Regions from separate parts of the Rattus norvegicus genome. Here region 1 is linked to region 2. A link is a contact called in public Hi-C data. All regions are on one chromosome and are shown on one strand. Each heading gives the region's core, a stretch centred on a gene start, on an enhancer-like site or on the middle of the called end of the contact. The rest is flanking DNA. Distances are from core to core; before and after follow the strand shown.

The links. Hi-C and Micro-C count contacts between places; a contact is called where the count stands out from the background.
Region 1: a contact with region 2 is called in a Hi-C map of Schwann cells, with 2.6 times the contacts expected there. The contact joins the promoter of LOC134480129 here to the enhancer-like site in region 2. A contact is called at or near these places in 8 of 12 Hi-C or Micro-C datasets (the A7r5 cell line, Schwann cells, frontal cortex and 5 more) and 1 of 1 datasets of contacts at active chromatin or transcription factors (oligodendrocytes).

Annotation. Positions count from the first base shown.
Region 1 is chr8:38,696,906-38,702,876 of GRCr8, forward strand. LOC134480129 (potassium/sodium hyperpolarization-activated cyclic nucleotide-gated channel 2-like) reads right to left here and starts at 1,723. Exons shown (of 4, transcript XM_063266361.1): 1 at 1,650-1,723. The coding sequence starts at 1,723. The region is part of intron 1 of Arhgap32 (Rho GTPase activating protein 32); the gene reads left to right. LOC134480155 (a long non-coding RNA gene) reads right to left here. Exons shown (of 2, transcript XR_010054347.1): 1 at 4,875-5,971; 2 at 2,869-4,742.
Region 2 is chr8:38,646,809-38,652,468 of GRCr8, forward strand. No RefSeq gene overlaps it. Among named protein-coding and RNA genes, the nearest start is that of Ldhal1, 28 kb to the left of the region's middle. Within about 2 kb of position 2,348, at least 12 of the 93 cell types and tissues checked have an H3K27ac peak or open chromatin away from gene starts, as enhancers often do. A contact at or near this core is called in the A7r5 cell line and Schwann cells, where this site is marked.

The DNA.
Region 1 (5,971 bases), core at 473-2,972, 49 kb after region 2:
GCTCGAGGCACTGCATGATGCTACATGGCTAGCTGGGCCGTGGCACTGTTGTCAGCATCCCTTTTATTTTTCATTCTTTCAGAGTTTTATTTGGCGCAGATTGAGACCTTTTAAGTGCGTCTGAATGGGCAGAACTTTTCTGATACATTGGTTGCTTTTGTAAACATTCGCCATTATTTGTGTATTTCTATTGGAAGAAGAAAAGGCAAACGGTGCCTGTAGTAACTGGCTCTTGAAGTCCACAAACTGCTAGTTTGATCCAGTGACTGGATTTGTGGGAATATTTTTGAGTAATGATGTTTGTGGTTCGTGAATGCTTTTTTTTTTCCCCCGTTCTTGAATGAATTGACGTCTAAGTCAGAATCTGCATTTGTTCCCTGGCCTTGAGTGGGAAGGCAGTAGAAGCAGCAGTTGCCACAGCACATCCTCTCTGAGTTCAACCCTCCTGCTGTATGTTCTTTTTCACGGGGTTGTTTGTGAAGATGAGGGACGATGATGTGATTTCCACCAACAGGCATGTCTGGAGTCTGATTCATCCTAAAGGAGCTGCTTCTCAGGACCAGAAGTGAGGTTGGAACTGTGCTGAAGCCAGTTAATCTGTCCCTACCGTGCTCTGTGTAGCCGGCTCTGAATAAAGCAGCACTTTGGACAGAGGCTTGCCCAGCTGTGGCTTTGGTGGCAGCTTATGATCCTGTCCATGGAGATGGGGGCAGGGTGACACAGTGGGGGTGGGGGATGACTAAAAGATGTATGTGGGACAGAAAGGAAGTGTTAGTTGAGGAACCTTGGTCAGTTATATAACAGTTTTGTTTCCGAGGGAGAGTCTAAGAACCAGCAAGGCAGGCTCAGCTGTCATTAGAGCCTTTGATGTCGGGTTGAATTCCAGTAGTAGTTATGTTCCTTTTATTTCCTTTTCCCAACCCCACATTATTTTTCAATCACCAGAAGCTTAGCCACAGTTGGGCTGAGATTTTTAATGGCAATGCATTCGTTTTCTACTTCTTTCTAATTCAGTGTTTCTTTTGCTTTTATACAGAAGAAGATGTTTTTATTGTTGCCTTTTCCTCTTTGGATGACTTTTTTCTTCATTTTTTAAGACAAGGTCTTGGGGATTCCCTTGCTTGGCCTCAAAGTTGATATCTAGATGTGAATGGCCACCAAATTCTGATTCTCCTGTTTCTACTTCCCGATTAAATTTTATATCACCAGACCTCATTTATATGGTGCTTTGTGCATGCCAGACCAGCACTGTACCAGCTGAACTGCATCTCCATTAGAAGATTTTCCCATCAAAATATTCTCTTTCTAAACTGACTGGGCATATTATCCACATAGTATATATAGACTCACTGTTGCCTATAGATGAATTTAATAAATGTCAGGGACTAGCAGATGTTTTCTTCTTAAGACAGTAGCAAAAGAAAATGACTAAACATAGCATCTTTAAAGGCTAAGACTAGCATCCATGAGAATTTTAAGGGTTTAACATGGAATCTGGTATCCATGGAAGCAGTCAAGAGGCAGCGGATTTGAAGATAGGCCATGGCTATAGTTCTGTTACTTAATTACTGTTCTAGTTACTTTTCTGTTGCTGTGATAAAACATGAATCAAAACAAACTTGGAGAGCAAAGGGCCTATTCCAGCTTACATTCCAGCAGGAACACGGAAGCGGGGACTGAAGAAGGTAGCGAGAGGAATGCTGCCTACTGGCTTGTTCTCCATGGCTTGTTCAACTTCTTTCTTATAACTGCACTGACCCAGGTTATAACTACATGCCTGGTGGTGGCATTGTTTGTAAGTCATTAATTAGGAAAATGGCCTCACAGACACACCTATAGGCACTTTGATAGAGGCAGTCCCTCTTGCCAGGTGATTTTTTTTTTGTCAAGTTGGCAAAACAAAACTGACCGCCAGCACAATAGCATTATAGCTTTCTGGGGCACAGCTGTCATTTCAGAATCTATTATTTTTAATTATAAAATATGTGTGGGAAAGCTTGTGCTCTATATAGTTGGGGAGGGTCAGGTGATAGAAAGCATGTAAAACCTGTTATGAGGAAGGAAACACCACCAATACACACAAACAGTGTTAAACCCAGTCCTTTCTCACTTGATAAGTAGGCTTGGCACAGTGTTTTATTAATCTGACTTTTCTTGTTATACAAGGAATTGAACCCAGGGATCCATGCAGGCTAGGCAAATAAGTGCTCTATCTTTCAGTCCCATCCCTAGCCCTTGGCAAATATTTTAAAAGCGAGTTACAATACATAGATAAAGAACAGGAGGCGTTAGATTTCTTCTAGTGCTAAGCTCATGCGATACTTAATTTTTGAGGGGAGCCCTGTGCAAAAACTAGCTTTGGGCTTTTGAGAATTTTTAGTCGCTCTCAGGAAGGTTAAGTGAGTTGAGACTTCGGGTTTCTTGAGAGTATTCGAAGTATTCAAGAACTTCACAAGTAAGAGTATGTAAGATATTTTATAGGGTTAGATGTGTGAGGTATGCATGTATGTTTCCCTAGCAGTCGAAGGCCCAGGGTTTGCCCCCTTGCACTCTCAGAAACAAAGTTTGTGTTTGTCTGCCTTTATGTATGTATATGTTCATGTGGGGTTCGTGTGGGTGTGTTTGTGTGTGTGTGGGGGGGCAGAGGTCAGCCTTAGCTATCATCCTGTAGGAGCCGCCCATCATATTCCTTGAGACAGGTTCTCTAATTATCCTGGAGCTTACTGTCGACTAGACAGACTAGTCAGTGAGTCCCAGGGATTCTTTTTTTTTTTTTTTCTTTTTTTTTTAAGATGTGTATTCTGGGGCTGGGGATTTAGCTCAGTGGTAGAGCGCTTACCTAGGAAGCGCAAGGCCCTGGGTTCGGTCCCCAGCTCCAAAAAGAAGAAGAAGAAAAAAAAAAGATGTGTATTCTGGAGATCTGAACTCAGGTCCTCATACTTTTATTGACGGATCCATCTCTCCAGCCTGTCTGAATCATCTAGGTTGGGGTTGATCCAGTGCAGGCTACAGGCCTGAGTGACTCATGAGCTAAGAGAGGGGGACTTGCTGACCAAGTTGTGGAAAATTAAAAAAAAAAAATTATTGGGAGCTGGGGTTCTCACTCAGTGGCTCAGTTCTAGAGCCCTGGCTTAGCTTGTGTTAGCCCCTGGGATTGATCCTTAGCACTGTAAGAAAAAGCTTTACTGAGATATGATCACATTCATCTATCTTACACACTGCTGATGGCTGACTTGGCATCTAACAGTAGACCTGATTATTTCAGGAGGCATTGAGTCCAGCAAACCCTAAAATCTTTATCATCTAATCCTTGGCACAAAAAGTTTGTCAGCCTCTGATTTAGGACTTGACTTCTTTTTTCTTTCTGTAATTAGCTCAGGTGGTGTTTTCTGTCACAGCCTCATGAAAGTTCTGACTTGTGGAGAAGCGCTAAATTTTACTTTGGAGCCTGTGTCTGAGTGTTCATTATGATATTTAAAACATTTGGTCCTGCATATCTTGGTGATTTGGGTGTCTCCATTGTAACTAAGAAATAGTATAGTTACTATCTGTCTACCTTAGGCAGTTGTCTGGGGGTGGGGAGGATTAAATGAATGGTGCTTGTCAAATGTTGACACAATATTGACTAAACAGTAACTACTAAGTAAGTGAACGCAATAGCCATAAATTCTCATCTAAAATGCTGTAATAGTTCTGAGCTCAGATTTTAGATCCCCCCTCCTCCTTGGGTATTATGCTACATTCAATTTTTTTTTGGTTCTTTTTTTTTTTTTTTTTTTTTTTTTTTTTGCTACATTCAATTTTATAGAGGGATTTTTTTTTTCTTTTACTGAAGCTGTTAGTTTAGTTAGGGGCTAACAATGAATAATTTAAAACATGTCCTATATATTCCAACACATATTTATTAAATATAAATGTATATCAGATAGTTAAGAGAAAAGGAGAAAATGTCTGTTTTTCAGAGGCCCTGTTTTCTGATAACTTCCTAGCAGTATGCTCAAGCTTGCAAGATGAACTTAAATACCACTTCTATTTTAGTGCTGGCTTTTTTCTTTTTTTCTTTCTTTTTTTTATAAAGAGATGTGTGAGAAAGACCTGTTTTAATTAGGCCAGGGGAAGATAACTGTCCCTGTGTGTGCTCTGTACTCTACTTCTTAGGATTTGCAGCAACATTTTTGTAACATTCTCTTTGGAGTTAAAATAATAAAAGTTATTATTATTTTATTGTTTAGAGACTTTGACATTAAACTGTTTCCTTGAGTGTTTTGCTTATTTCCTAGTTCAGAAATAGGATGTGCATCCCAAACGCTGATTTGTTTAGGGTTAATCCCAATGGAAGAGTGAGCAAACAGAAGAAGACCATTGTTCTGACAGAATTAAACAAAACAGAATTGGGGTCACTGTTGCTCTTTCAGCCCTGCAAATTATGTGGCTGCCTGGCCTTGTATGAACCTTAATTGAAGTGAGACGAACCAGGGGAGGTAGAGGAGGTGATAAGTTCCCACACTGCCCTTGGTGGAACAGTGGGTTGGAGGTGCAGTCGTTTTCCATAGTGGGGCAATACTCCATATCTGCAAAACGGGTATGGAACAGTTACAGCACTTGAAAAATGGAAAGGCCTAATATGAGGCGATATCCTCTCTTCAGGAAAAAACCCAGCAAAACCAGGGATTCCTTAACCTGGCAGATCAAGGCTGAACAGAGGACTAGTAAGATCTGTTAAAATAATTACAGTTTCAGGGCTGGGGATTTAGCTCAGTGGTTAGAGCGCTTACCTAGGGAGCGCTTACCTAGGAAGCGCAAGGCCCTGGGTTCGGTCCCCAGCTCCGAAAAAAAAGAACCAAAAAAAAAAAAAAAAATAATTACAGTTTCACAGTATACCTGGACAAGGGCTCTTCCTTGGTATTTAAAGGTACTCACTGTAGGATAGGCAAAATAAAGCGAGAGATAGGGTGATTGTTTTAATCTCTCACACAGAAGGCATGAGCTAGAATATATTAAGAGTGAATGTAAAATTGTATTTTCAGAAGTAAGTCAATATTTTGGCTTGTGGCCATCCTTTGGTTAGCTTTTCCTCCTTTCTTAAAGATTTATTTTTCAGGGCTGGGGATTTAGCTCAGTGGTAGAGCGCTTACCTAGGAAGCGCAAGGCCCTTGGGTTCGGTCCCCAGCTCCAAAAAAAAGAACCAAAAAAAAAATTTTATTTTTCATCTTTATTTAGATGTATGTGGATTCCCCAGAGGTCAGAGGAGAACATTGCATCCCCTGTAGCTGCAGATGTACGTGGTTATAATCTGCCTGGTGTGGATACTGGGATCTGTTAACTTGGGTCGTCTTCAGGAGACATGTGATCTCTTAACGGCTAGGGCATCTCTCCAGCCTGTTAGCTTTGTTTGACTGTTGTTTCCCATTAATCTTGGCTCTTTAGAGGTGGTATACACTGAAAACAAAGATGCGGTACCACCATTAGAAAATGTTAGACTAGATGAAGTCTGTAAGCACAGTCTGGGAGAAACTCTGCAGTACATACTACATTCATTTGTCTGAAACAGTAAGATCTTTATTTTTTGTAGCCAAGTCTTTATCCTGGGCAGGTCATCTGACTGCACCCTGCTCCTCCTTTCATTGCAAACAGTCAAAGGACTCCTCCTCTGATGAACATTTTCCGTGCTTTTAAAGAATATGTTATGTAAATTCAGTAATTACCCAGAGTATTAAACACTGACCTTCCCCTAAAGAAGCTACTTTTACAGGGAAAGCAGTTTTGAGCCTGAAGCTTGAGAACTTAGGTGTTTATTTTGACTCTGCTGTAAGTAATTTGTGACCTTGAGTACATGGTTTGTCTCTGTCAGATTCATTTTCCTCAGATATAAAATGAGAGGTCAGATTGCAGATCTCTGAGGTCCTTTTCTGACCCAAAATTCTTTTCTCCTCTTCTTCCTCCTCCTCCTCTTTTTTTTCCACCCCCTAAT
Region 2 (5,660 bases), core at 1,098-3,597:
AACCATTCTAACACAGACCTCCCACTTTTCTCTCCTTAAAAAAATCACAAGTGCAAGGTCATTTGTTGCTGTTTTCTGCCTGAGTTCAGAAAGCATCCACTTCACCTTTTCTTCCCTGCCTAATACAGGATCTCTCTGTGGAAACAGAATTTGGGGTATGGTGTGTGTCTAGTGCGGGGCCGGGGAGAGAGCTCCCACTGGGCAGGGCTTTTATTTTGTTTGTTTGTTTGTTTACATAGAGCTCAGGCTAGCTTCAGATTTGCAATAAAAGTGGGATGACCTTGAGCTCCTGCTCCTTCAGCTTCTACCTCCCAAGTCCTGGGACAATAAGAGTGTGTCCCCAGAACTAAAAACTTCAATTAAAAATATATTCGAACCATGGTTGCTTGAATCTATGGATGCGGGAGCTGTGGGTATGAAGGGTCAGCTGTGTTTAATCGCTCATTTGACTTTCTCCAACGCTTCACCAAATCTTTTCTTTAAAATGTATGTGGATATCTTGCCCGCATGTATGTGTGTACACTACTTGTGTACCTGTTGCCCATGGAGGCTAAAAGAGGGAGTGTCAGATGCCCTACGACTGGAGCTACAGACTGTCGGGGGCCTCCACGGGAGTTCTGAGAATCGAACTCACGTTCTCCGGAAGAGCAGGCAGTGCTCTTAACCATGGAGCCAGCTCTCCACCGTCTCTTTCAAATGTTCACAAGTAGAAAAAATACACAGGTTTGATGACTTGCCCAAGGACCCTTGGCTTAAGAACAACAGTCATGGGATGAACACAGGCTTTGAGCTGCTGAGACCCCCGGGACAAAGAGGAGCAGAAGTCAACCCTTGGGTTCAGTCTGGAAACGTATGTGTCTCCCTGCAGCTTCCGGTGCCTTCCGTGACCTTTCCCCTCTGGCTTCGGTTCTTTAACTTAATTTCTAACCTGATCATTGCTTTCTGCTTTATCTTTCCAAAGAACCAAAAACAAAACAAAACAAAACAAAAATAAACAAACAAAAAAACCCCAACAACTAATAGGGGGACAAGTTAAGGATAAATGACTGGCATAAAGTAAACAACAACTTAGGCAGGAACAGTAACAGAGCACCCCACTATTGTTTCCGCTTCTAAGGGAAACTTAAATCACTGACAGGTATCGGTTATGTGCTAGGCACACACCTGAGCACTGGACACATGAACGGATATATAAATGACAGTATCTCAAAACACACCTAGAAAACAACAGACTGAGCCAGGGTCCTGGAAGATGATAGAAGGAGGACACTTGCCTCAGAATATCCTTCCACTGTGATGCCTGAACCATGGTGCCTGAACCTAGGCACTTGCAATTCTAGGAAACCTCTAAACAGGAAAGTGTGGAGCTGTTCATAGGCAAAAACAGGATCTAATTACTCCAACATTAGCTTGCCACTGGGCACAAATCCCAAATCCTGAATCCCTCAAGGTTCCATCTCTACAAACGCCTCTGAGAATGGAAACACTGAAGGGAAGAAGTGCAGTGTCCCAATGCTCTTAGGACCCCAGCCAGAGTCTCCCTTCGTCCCCCAAAGGGAGGGCTGCACGGGGAGTTTTGTCTAAGAGTTTGCTAACAGTCACTGTAGGGCTCCTCTCTTGAGAGCAGGTAGCTGGGATGATGTTCCCAGGCTTTTCCTTAGGTCCTAAAGTGACACTGTCCTCAAAGACACCATCCCTTGGACTGATAATCTACTTGGGAAACAATCTTCAGGCCTCTTTAAACCATCTCCCCCCTGCCCAGGGAGTGAAACCTAGGGCTTCCACCATGGGAGGCAAGCTCTCTATAATAAACAGTATTCCCAGCACCGTTTGAAAAAAAACTATAGGACTTAAACACATATTCAGGGCTCTGCACTGCCTTTGCCAGAACAGATCAAACGGAATCAAACATCTTTCGCCAAGGGGCTCCCTCTACAGTCCAACTCACATTATCCCTAACTTCATAAATAAGGGCGTGAATCTCAGACCAGATGACCATCCTGCCCTAAGTCATACGGAGAATAATTAGATCAGTCACTCAAGGTTATATTATTACTAAAATCCTGGTAGCTTAGAGTGTCAGCATGGAAAGGAATCATAAATACAGTGGCATTTTCAATATCCAAAACTAGGACATTTGGTCTGACAACCCCTAGTGCATTCCCAGAGACAGGGAGAGGGGGATGTGAATTGGTGCTGCCCCAGAAAATAGGATCTGTGCTCCTGACTGGCAAGGGATCACCCAGTCCGATCTGCTTATTCATAGTTGAGGCCCCTGAAGCCGGAAGAAGCTCAGTGACTTGACCCAGGAGGAGGAGGTGGTGGGCAGAAATGTTTTCTGTTTTCTCAAGCCTCAAGGTTGAGTCAACAGGCGTGGGTGGGTGGAGGACAAAAAGGGGCCATTGTTCCAAACGCACTCTCTCAGATGGACTGGACTGACCCACAGGGCCTGCGGTAATCCAGAATGGGTGTGGCTCCCCCTATGCTCCAGAGACCACATTGGAAAACGGATGAAACTGAGGGGCTTAATGTCCTGCAGACGCAGGCAGTTTAAAAAAAAGGGGGGGGGCCTTTGTACAACTACACAGAGTTTTCCTTCGGAGGGTAACATTTCATGCAAAGTAGCTGATATCTCCCAAGGTTTACTTTTTTTTTCTTCCGGAAGCAGGATATTAAACTGACAAGACACAGAACTAATAACCTCCCCGGCATACTAAATTCAAGTGTAAGTCAAGGCAAGAAGTCAAACTGACAGTGGCTTAACAACAATCTGCATAAGGCCTGTAGTGAGCTAGGCAGCATCAATATTTATTAGCGAATCCTCAGTTTGCTTCTAACCCCTACTGCGTGGACCGCGTTTGACCTCATTTTATATTTAGTAAGAGAAGACACCAGGAAGAGTCAGCTCAAGGGCTCCTGGTGGGTCCGCTTTCGGCTGGCTGCCTTGCCCTGGAGACTATTCTCTAAACCGACACTCGTCCATAATAAAACGTGCATCTCCTAGCGTCCCTTTAAGATATCTAAATTGGGGCTCTGGGTAGCAGATGGAATCCTTCCAATGGTCATCTCCACCTCTCCTCTATACAAATGCACAGCCTCGGTGCTGATAGAGAGATTGCTTCCTGGGAAACCGATTTCCTCCCCATTGTCCTATGGGCTGCTAGGAGACCCCGTGCTGTGCGGGGTGGGCTCCGGGACTGTGTACTCCATCCACTAAGGAGCTGTATCACACAGGCAGTGTTTCCGAGCGTGAGGTTTGGAAGATATGCCTGAATGGGAATTGTGTTCCACTTCCCCGATTTAGACTTTTTTTTTCTCCTGCTGCTTATTTTCCGTGTGTGGAGCTGTTTTGCAGCCTAAAAGGGCCTGGAGCTAGTGTTCTCAAAGCCTTGCGTGCCCACGTCACACCCACTCTTACCAGGGCCCAACAATTATTTCATTCATTACTTCGTTCATTCATTTCCTTTGAGTTTGTTTCCAGAGCAGCGTAACCCGCCGGTCAAGCTCATTCTCTATTCCACTGGCGAAGAGTCTGGGTGGGAGGTGAATGGCCAGACTGCAATGTGCTCCCGATGCACTGTTCAAGTGAGAGGGAGGGCTCTTCTCTGTTCACTGTCGGCCTCAACCTTCAATCCGGCCTTGAATGAGAGCTAGTGCCGGGGAACTTGAGAAGCGCTAATAAAAACCTGATCTCCCTGATAGCATCTTCCTTAATTATTCAGAGAAAGGGACAGGCTGTTTTAAAACACTTCCTGTTCTAGATCTTAGGCTGAAACTCTCGGAGTCGGTGACAGGTTGTTGTAGATTAGGGAGTGGCAAGAGGTTGGCCCCGTGGAGAGGCCACAACAGAAAAGATGCTTTAGGTCAGTGCTGCTCAACCTTCCCAGTGCTGCAACCCTTTAATACAGTTCATGTCCAGGTGACTGCCCCAACCGTAAAATCATTTTGTTGCTACTTTATAGTTTTGCTACTGTTATGAGTCGTAACGTCGATTTCTGTATTTTCTGTGCTTTCCTATGGTCTTAGGTGACCCCCCCTGTGAAAGGTTCATTCCGCCCAAAGGGGTCCGGACCCACAGGTTGAGAACTGCTGCTTTAGAGGCAGAAAGGTGGGTAGGGTTGAAGACTTATCACTTAGAAGAACGCTATGCTAACATTCCTTTGGCTGCCCACAACATCAGCAAACATTCTATAAGACACAGAACAGACTATCACTAGCTGTGCAACCTAGGACAAACCTTAAACCTCACCTACAAAATGAAGTGTCCACTACCTGATGGAGGTGATGTGAAGTGACATGGGGGGTTATAGGGAAGCCTGAAAGAGCTTAGCGAGGACCTAATACATTGTGAAATGTATTTCTGGTGTGTGCGTGTGCGTGTGCGTGTGCGTGTGCGTGTGCGTGTGCGTGTGCGTGTGCGTGCGCGTGCGCGTGTGCGTGTGCGTGTGCGTGTGTGTGTGTGTGTGTGTGTGTTTGGACACCGGGATGAGGGACTGAGGTGCATATTTTACAAATCAAAACAGACCTGGCCTCCAGGGTCTCCCAGTATCTCTCAGTCCCTACTGACATACCCTGCCCCAATCTTGAACTTTCCTTTCCCCAAGAGGGTCCTCCCTACATAATTTGGTCTCCCTTCACCTTCTCTTTTTCCTGTGTGAGTTCCTTTTCTCTCTTTCTCCCTAACCCCGTGGCGACTCTCCTGAACTCCTCAACCCTTGGGACCAGTGACCTCGCCCGAGAGCCGCTTTCCAATACACCTGCCTTTAATATAATCTAGTCTGGCTTGAACTGGCTCATTTCCCCAGCAGAGAAATAACCCATCAATATACAGTCGCACAAACAAATAAGACACTCAGTTAACAGAAGAAAGGAAGTCAGTCAAGTGACCACTGTTCTGACATTGTTTCTGCTGTATTTCCTAGGCTGTGCACTTGAATCCCTCATAGAAATCTAATAGCCATGCCTCCCTGCGCATGCGTAGCAGATGTGCAGCTTGGTCTTCCTGTGCGTCCCAAACTACTGGAGCGGGGGTTACCCCAAAAGCTGTTGCCTGTACCGGGGCTGCCTTGTCTGACCTCAGTGGGAGAGGTTGTGCCTAGCCTCACAGAGACTTGGTGTGCCAGGGCAAGGGGATACCTAGGGGGCCCCCACCCACTCAGAGAAGGGGAGAAGGATTGTGGGAGGGGGTGATCGGGAGGGGGACAGTGAATAAGTAAAATAAATAAATAAAAATTTAATAACCGTGGACCTAATTTGGGCTAGACACAATATTCAGGGAAATTCTGGGCAATTTAATGAAAAGTCACAGAAGGAAATCCTGGAAGCAGGGTGGTAGGAGGGAGACGCGGAAGGTGCAGCCTGCACTATGGTGCCTGCTCACAGGCTCACCCAGTAAATGTGGGGTGGAACAATTCGCTCCTTCCCTGGAAGAGAAAACACTGAAGAGAGAGGAAAAAAACAAAAACAGAGGGCTGATGGAGCTGGGCCTGCCTCAGTTAGTCAATGAAGCTAACAAAATAACCAGGGCTGAGCACTTTATAAACATTGGAAATGCATTCTCACCCTCGGAGGCTGGGCGCTCTGAGACCAAGGAGCCGACAGTGTCAGGTGTCTGGTTAATGCAGAGTCTGCTTTTAAGATGGAGCCCTATTGCTCCACCC